2 separate regions of the Cyprinus carpio genome follow, and region 2 is linked to region 1. The links are chromatin contacts, called in public Hi-C maps. All regions are on one chromosome and are shown on one strand. The core of a region is the stretch at or near the end of the contact, and the rest is flanking DNA. Distances in the headings are between cores, read along the strand shown. Region 1 holds the start of LOC109088210 (NSFL1 cofactor p47). Region 2 holds the start of LOC109110935 (3-beta-hydroxysteroid-Delta(8),Delta(7)-isomerase).

Region 1 (3,891 bases), core at 871-3,370:
ACCTCTCTCAAATTGATTCATATGAACATAAACTGTCTCAGATCAGTCATATTCCTCATAGCCATCTTGTTCATTCACACTTGTATGTATTTCAGTATCACACCCAATGAGGAAATTGCTGTTATTTTATTATGTCCTTTCTGGTTCTGGCCCTGGGATACTGTCTGTCTGTCTGCTCTTCCTACTGCAGCTGCACAGGCCTCTGCTCTTTGTATTGTGTGTTAGGAACTACTTCCCTGCCCTTTAACACAACAGTGACTGCAGGCCCACAGCCAAGCTGACGGTGTTAGTTTCCCCATGATAAGGCTGGTTCTTCCTCTTTCTCCTCTTTCTCTCTGGTTGAACACACCCATGTTTATCATTGTCAACAACTGTTTTAGACAGAGCTGTTGCTTACAATATTTCATTAGTGAAGATTGGACAGATACGTTGACATACTTTAGGGTATGCATAACATCAATTAGCCTCCTGAGAATGTAAATATAGTATGAGAAAATCAGGATAATCTGATAGATTAATGCACCTTTAAAATCACATTGTTCTTGGATTCCGTTTTTATGAGGAACAAGGGACGTATGTCATGTATATGTCTGTATAACCGATTGCAGAAAGAGGACACACTTTTCTCAATCAATAAGAACATGCAGCAATAATGTATTTAAAAATAGAATTGTTTTCCCTTAAGGGCATGCAAGATGATTAAAAAGGGGCTCTCACATTTGAGGGCATATAGCTCTCTCGCAAAACCTCAATTAATTTTAAAAGAAAAGAAAACCTTGGGGTTAAATAATAAAAGCAATGCTCTGGTGTTTAGTCATGTTCCAGAACCTGATTTTCTGTGAAGATCAAACGAGCCAGTGCACTTGGAAACAAACAACAAAGCATCGCCAAGTTTCCCTTCAGAAACAATAAGGTGCTAAATTAGGTCCTCCCAAACCAATTTAGCACATATTTTGCCTCTGTTTGAATCAGCAGTTGCCAATGAATGGATATTACAGGACAAAAGTTTTTGTCCCAACACAGTTTTTTACTTTGGAAAAACTACAATTATTATTATTATTGTAGGCACACACACACACACACACACACACACACACACACACTATTGTAGGCCTACATGGACAAAAGAGACACATTATTATTATTATTATTATTATTATTGTAGGCCTACATGGACAAAAGAGACACTGTTTTATTTCCAATTTTACTAAAACATTGAAACCCTAAAAATATTACGCTTATATTGTAAAAATAATACTGTGCTATTATTATTATAAATATTATTATGCTATATGCTATAGTATCATATAGGTATAAGAAGCATGGGATTAAATTTAGCCTGCATGGCAGTGTCAACATAAAGTTAATTTTGATATTTTGCAGCTATCGTTTGACTTTTTGATATAATAAAATGTTTCTGTAATCTGAAAGAAGTTCTCTGAAGTGAGGACAGTAGGACTTAACCAACAGGGTGAACAGCATTGAAAGTAAATTTGAGGACACAAGAAAAAAAATAAAAAATGAAATGATGACCAATCAAAACAATATTGCAAAGAAAACCCTTTTTTATTTCGGTTTGAAAGATTTCAGTCAGAGAAAGGGATCAAATAAAGATGGAATATGACAAATGTTGCACCATCTGCCAATTGTTTACCATCATTAACGAACTAATATAATTTACATCTTTGTAAACTATAAATATAATTTGTATCCAATAAAACAAAACATGATGTGGACCTGAAATTATGCGCTGCATAGTAGGAGCAACTAATGTAGTGACTAACAGACGGTTCTGTACTGCCATCTGCTGGCCTCCAATATATATAAATATATAAAAGGGGAGCGATCACGACATAATGAATTTGTTTTTGAATTCTTAATTCTCCACATGTGCTAAGGCTGAAGTGGTAATATCTGCACTATATATGTTTTAAGTACATATAAAAATAATAAGTATGCACCTTATAGCCTGCTAAATAAATATATGCAAATCGATATATGATTGTTTTGCGGATTATTATAAATCTTTAAATTTAAAACAAAAATATGTGCATTTGCAAAAACATCGACGCAAAAAAAAAAAAAACACTCTGAACTTTGTGCTCCAAAACAGCGGAACTACGCTTTCGTTTCCCCGTTTCCTGTCGGATCTCTCCTGCGCGTGACACGTCAAAATGGCGGAGCGGGAAGAAGCGGTGAGGGGGTTCGTCGCTGTAACTGATGTTGATGAAGAGAGGGCCCGTTTCTTCCTCGAGTCAGCCGGCTGGGACCTGCAGGTCAGTAGCACACTGATCACTTTATCACTGAAATATTATACTGTGAAGCACGAGCTCTGCATCCGAGGATTTAGCAGACTTTAAGCCTCCACGGGCAGCCAGTGAAGTGTACGTACAGCCGGCTAACGAAATGTGCAAGTCACTCTTCATTAAAATCACAAGAAGTATCTTAAACCGGTTCATCTGGTTAATCATATTTGATATGATTCACACTGCAGGACTGGCAGTCAGTATTACGATGAAGTAGAGATTTTTAAACCGTGCCTGTATATTTTACATAGAAACGAAGTCTTAAGCTAGCAGTTTAACGTTAGCATGATCAAGAGATACTCATGTTTACATTCGTGGTTTGATTTCTGTTCGTCCTGAAACATCCTAAATTATGTGATTTTGGAGTCGCTAATATAATGAATCTGATTTATCTAGTTACAGAAGGCAGAGAGTAGGTGTTGTTTGTTTGTGTAGTTCACGCAGTGCGTGTCTGTCTATCTCTGAAATGAAGTGACTGCTCCGTTACCTCTGTGTCCTCAGCTTGCTTTAGCTAATTTCTTTGAGGATGGAGGAGATGATGATATTGCCACCCTTCCTCAGCCAGAATCTGTCTCTGTCAGTCGGTCCGCGGGGCCAAGGTAACATAAGTCATATGTTTTGGCTTTTCAGTTATACAGTATCAGATGTACGGGTAATGCGATGTGTTTTGATTTCAGTGAACACAGAGTGACATCCTTTAGAGAATTCATGCACGAGGATGAAGATGACAGCGGTGAAGAGGAAGGCCAGAGGTACTGAATTCCTCTACAGTTAACAGCTCAAGTCACCAACTCACCATGAAATCAAAATGGAAATTTCCTATTTTTTAAAGGAATTTCATTATAATATGAATCATTTATACTTGTAAATCAGTATTGCAGTGTTTATTAGATATTTAGTGTTCATATAATGATTTTTAAAAAAAAATAGAATATTGCAGTGTTTATTTTAAGCAACCTCTAGATTGCATAAACAATTTAAGATTGCAACAATTATCAAACGTCACCTATATATATATATTTTTTTTTTGGATTGAGAAGTTGTTTTTCTTGTATATGATTGCATAAAGGACAAATTTAGATTCTGTGACTGCACACCATGTCTTTTAGGTTTTTCTCCATTTTTAGTCACTATCTTTTTGCTGTTCTAATGATCATGCATTAACATGATTTGGAGAAGTAGAAATATTCAACTTAGTGTTTCAATTATTAAAAGATCATTGAAAAAGTGTGATGATTATAGCAGAATAAATTAGATATTTAGGGTTCATATAATGTAGGGCTGCACGATTATGACAAAAATCATACTTGTCGATTATTCCCTTGAAATTGTAATTGCGATTAGTAATTGCGATTATCACAATTTACACTGAATGATGTTTATACCATTGTTTGATGCAACTGCATGTTCTATTTTTATATGAAAACACTCTAACTGAAAAACCTTTAGTGCTTTTCTATTGTATTAAGCCTCAAATGTCAACTATACATCAGATTAGTTTCTTCTTTAAATTCTAAAAAAGTACAAATATGAATGGTATTATAATGTTACACTAAAATTAAAATAATGGGAAAAACCCTTAAGA
Region 2 (3,891 bases), core at 563-3,062, 170 kb before region 1:
ATGTCTTCTATCGTGTTGTTTTTCAGTTCTTCTGTTTTGTTCTCTTTCCGCTCACATTTGAACTCAGCTGTTCCACCTTCCAACACACTGTTATTGAGGCAAGCACACAGATCTAGGTAAATGACTGAGTCTTAAGCACAAGCAAAGTATTTAATCGCATGTGATGATACGGACCTGGTTTCGACATAAACGAGCGGCTCCATCTCGCTAGCGTACTGCAGAGCAGAGACTTGCTTATTTCCCATTGAATAACGTGCTTTGGCAATTGAAAACCATCCCTGTGTTGAAAGAATTAATGGAATTATATTCAGAATACAAATGAAAATGTTTTCGTGTACAATACGTATATATGAACAAGCTGGATTCTATTCCCAGTATAAATATGTGCTCAGTCTAATCAAGTGTAATTGCACGTTTCACCTCCTCTATAAGGGAATTAAGTTTGTGTCGTTTCTCCTCCAGAGCCTCGAGCTGGTCCATGAAAAGTAGCAACTGCTCGTCCAAACGAAGCTGTTGATCAACACGCATTTCTGTCGTTTTATCTGGCTAAACAGAACTGAACACTAATAAACAGCAGAAAATAAAGGACTTAATGAAGAATGAAAAGATATGTATTCCTGCTGAACGCTATCAGAGTGGTTTTAGAGAACCTTTACCGGTCACGTGACATGAAGTCACATGACATCGGTTAGCTCTGTTACGTAGAGATTGCGTAGTTTAGAATGAATTCTGTGAAGTCTTTATATTTTACAGGATTTATGTTGCATGCTTCTTTAAGCACACATATAACATTAAAAAAAAATCTCCAAAAATATGAGTTATCTGAGTAATCAGAACTCGCTTGCATATGCTTTGTGTGTGGCTTTTTTAAAGTATCGACTAGAATTCGTAGAAAAAAAGACAAAAAAAAAAAAAATCACTTATATCGTGCATACGTAATTCGTATCATCATAAAATTCACGCTAAAAAAGAAAACATTTACTTCCCATACCGGGAGTCGAACCCGGGCCGCCTGGGTGAAAACCAGGAATCCTAACCGCTAGACCATATGGGAGATATATGGTACGTTAAAAGCAAACCCTTTTAACCCTGAATACGTACACAAATTTTTTTTTACTTATAATAATTCAGACTAATTCAGACGTCCGTCATTCCTGTTAGTACTTTAAATATTGTATCCAGCACTGCAAATGTCAATTATTAGAGAATAATGGCAGAGGTTCACTTTATTTCCACTAGCCGCCATAAAGACCCAAACATGCTGCGATGTTTATGATCGTAAATCATCTAATACTCAAGTGAATCGCATGCTAGGAAAAGTAGTATGAGCGCGCGTCAGCACAATAAAACTGAGAAAATATTACAAAAGAAACTATTGCAAGTACGTGTACAAGTATTAAAAGCCCAGTTCCTGCAACAGCTTCCAGCACCTCCAGTAGCTCGCCGTGATCGTATAGTGGTTAGTACTCTGCGTTGTGGCCGCAGCAACCCCGGTTCGAATCCGGGTCACGGCAGGGATAAGTCCCTATCACGCGGCTTAGGGGTGTGCATTTTTGTTTTAACTTGAAAGCTTCAGTTTATTTTATGCATCACTTCATTTACCAACGCTAAACGCGATTAACGAGACAAAACGTATTAATTTACAAAATGTGTAACGTATTTCACCAGCATATACACACTTCACAATCACATGTGACGACATGCATGTTCCGAGGAGATCATCCAACTGTTAGCCGAGTACATTACACGATGGGTTGTTCTTCCCACAAAACCTATCGGTGATTGGGCAGCGTGAATCACGTGGGCTTATAGTAGGATGTGACTTGGTGGCGCGATGTTTCTGCAAATTGATAATGTAGTTTCAAAGAGCAGATTTTAGCACTTCATTGCCGCACTCTCCAAGAGTAGTTATATGCAACATAGAGTAACGCGGGACATAATCACATTTCTAGGACATTTCACAACTCATCAGAGTAAGTACAGACGTATAAAGTCGTTTCCACGTTATCTAGTGCAAAATAAAAGATCTGTAACTAGTTTTTCTAATGCTACTATTTATACATTCTGTCTTAATCATATCTTTCATCCATGTTTACAGATGTTGAAGGAAGGCGACACTATAAATCATCCCTATTGGCCACGCAACCTGTCCATTCCTAACTATGTGGCTAATGACCGGTCAATGTCAGAGATTCTCGTATTCCTGTTCTCTGTGTCCGGGATACTGCTGCTCGCCACCTGGTCACTGACTGGCCGTAAGGTGTCTGGAAGCAGGCTTAGTGGAGGGAGGAGGTTAGCTCTGTGCTGGTTCACTGTGTGTGGCTTCATCCATGGGGTCATCGAGGGATGGTTCTCTTTAAACTACACCATCATTCCCGAAGACCAGAGTTTCCTTTCTCAACTGTGTGAGTGAGGCTTAAAATCTATTCAACTATATTCCATTCATGTCCCTTGAATACCAAAAATGCTTGTTTTCCTCGACAGGGAAAGAATATTCCAAAGGAGACAGCAGATACGCAATGTAAGTTATACACATGCTTGCAATGAAAAAAATGAGTCTATGCATTGTATCTAACCTCCTTTTATGCAATCTTTTCTCCAGAGCGGATAATTTCACTGTTAGCATGGAGACAGTGACCGCGTGCCTGTGGGGTCCCTTCAGTATATGGATTGTTGTGGCCTTCCTGTATAATCATTCTTACAGATTTGTCCTGCAACTCATTGTGTCTCTAGGTAAGATATGTGTTTTGATGTATTGTGGAATAAATAACTTTTATAACTGCACATACTGTTGCAATTATAAAAGTTATTTATTCCACATTTAGTCATTTGCTTAGAGAAACGCAGTGTATGTTGTAAGGCACAATTAAGTTCAGCATCCACCATTACTTACAGGTCAGCTGTATGGTGCAGTCCTCTACTTCTTCACTGAGCACAGAGATGGATATATTCACAGTGAATACGGTCACCCCATCTACTTCTGGTTCTACTTTGTGTTCATGAATATTTTGTGGATTGTCATTCCTTTCATTCTTATAGCGGACTCGTGGTGTCAGCTATCTGCCTGTCAATCCATGTTTGATAAAGCAGCACTTAAAGGAAAGTCTAAAAGAAGCTAGACCAGTAGAAAATAGAAGGGATGTGAAAAAAGTACTGAAATACTGTAAACAATGCTGGGGAATGTATACAATGTGTGGACATAATATATTTTGAATGTAATTTTATAATAATACGATGTCATTCCTGGAAGAAAATGGAAAATGCCGTAAGTATAATGTGTCATACTGATTACAGAAATGAACATTGATTAAATGCTCACAATACAGCTCCAGCAGGGCTGCTTCATATTTACCTGTGTGTTTTTATGACACTGTTGCACTGTATCAGTTCTCTCTGCTCAGGGGCCTTACATTTATGTTGTATGCTGTTATCAAATGATTATATCTGAGATTTTATTAAATGTTCCATCCCCTATATCACTGTCATCTGGCTGTTTTATCACATTTCAAAACACACACACACACACACACACACACAATGAGATAATAAAATGAGCCTAATCTTTTTTTTATAATATGATATATTTTTTCTAATCCTGTCTTTCTTGGTTAAAGAAAAATTTATTTGGTGTTAAATATTGGAAAATATTTTATTTTAATACATACCCCTTAACAAATACACAGAATTGCTTTGTGTGTGGTATTGTGGTGATGATTTTGTCTTGTGTTTAGCGTTAAACAATAACAAAAAATTGTATAATAATGATGAAATCATATAAATCATTTTTATGTTAAAAGTATAGGACTTATTCACAACAATGATTCAAAATGCCGAAACCCGGGATCGAACCAGGGACCTTTAGATCTTCAGTCTAACGCTCTCCCAACTGAG

The links. Hi-C and Micro-C count contacts between places; a contact is called where the count stands out from the background.
Region 2: a Hi-C map of liver shows a contact between it and region 1, with 2.8 times the contacts expected there. The contact joins the promoter of LOC109110935 here to the promoter of LOC109088210 in region 1. A contact is called at or near these places in 2 of 8 Hi-C or Micro-C datasets (liver and red blood cells).

What each region holds. Positions count from the first base shown.
Region 1 is chrB23:12,369,445-12,373,335 of ASM1834038v1, reverse strand. LOC109088210 (NSFL1 cofactor p47) reads left to right here and starts at 2,120. Exons shown (of 9, transcript XM_042751026.1): 1 at 2,120-2,276; 2 at 2,808-2,905; 3 at 2,984-3,058. The coding sequence starts at 2,175.
Region 2 is chrB23:12,535,195-12,539,085 of ASM1834038v1, reverse strand. LOC109110935 (3-beta-hydroxysteroid-Delta(8),Delta(7)-isomerase) reads left to right here and starts at 1,812. Exons shown (of 5, transcript XM_019123888.2): 1 at 1,812-1,973; 2 at 2,099-2,405; 3 at 2,485-2,521; 4 at 2,603-2,733; 5 at 2,896-3,474. The coding sequence starts at 2,099. The coding sequence ends at 3,119. LOC109110944 (coiled-coil domain-containing protein 115-like) reads right to left here and starts at 693. Exons shown (of 5, transcript XM_019123898.2): 1 at 421-693; 2 at 175-278; 3 at 1-87. The coding sequence starts at 528. trnah-gug (a tRNA gene) reads left to right here and starts at 1,443; the gene lies at 1,443-1,514. trnae-uuc (a tRNA gene) reads right to left here and starts at 1,054; the gene lies at 983-1,054. It also overlaps trnaf-gaa and LOC122141980.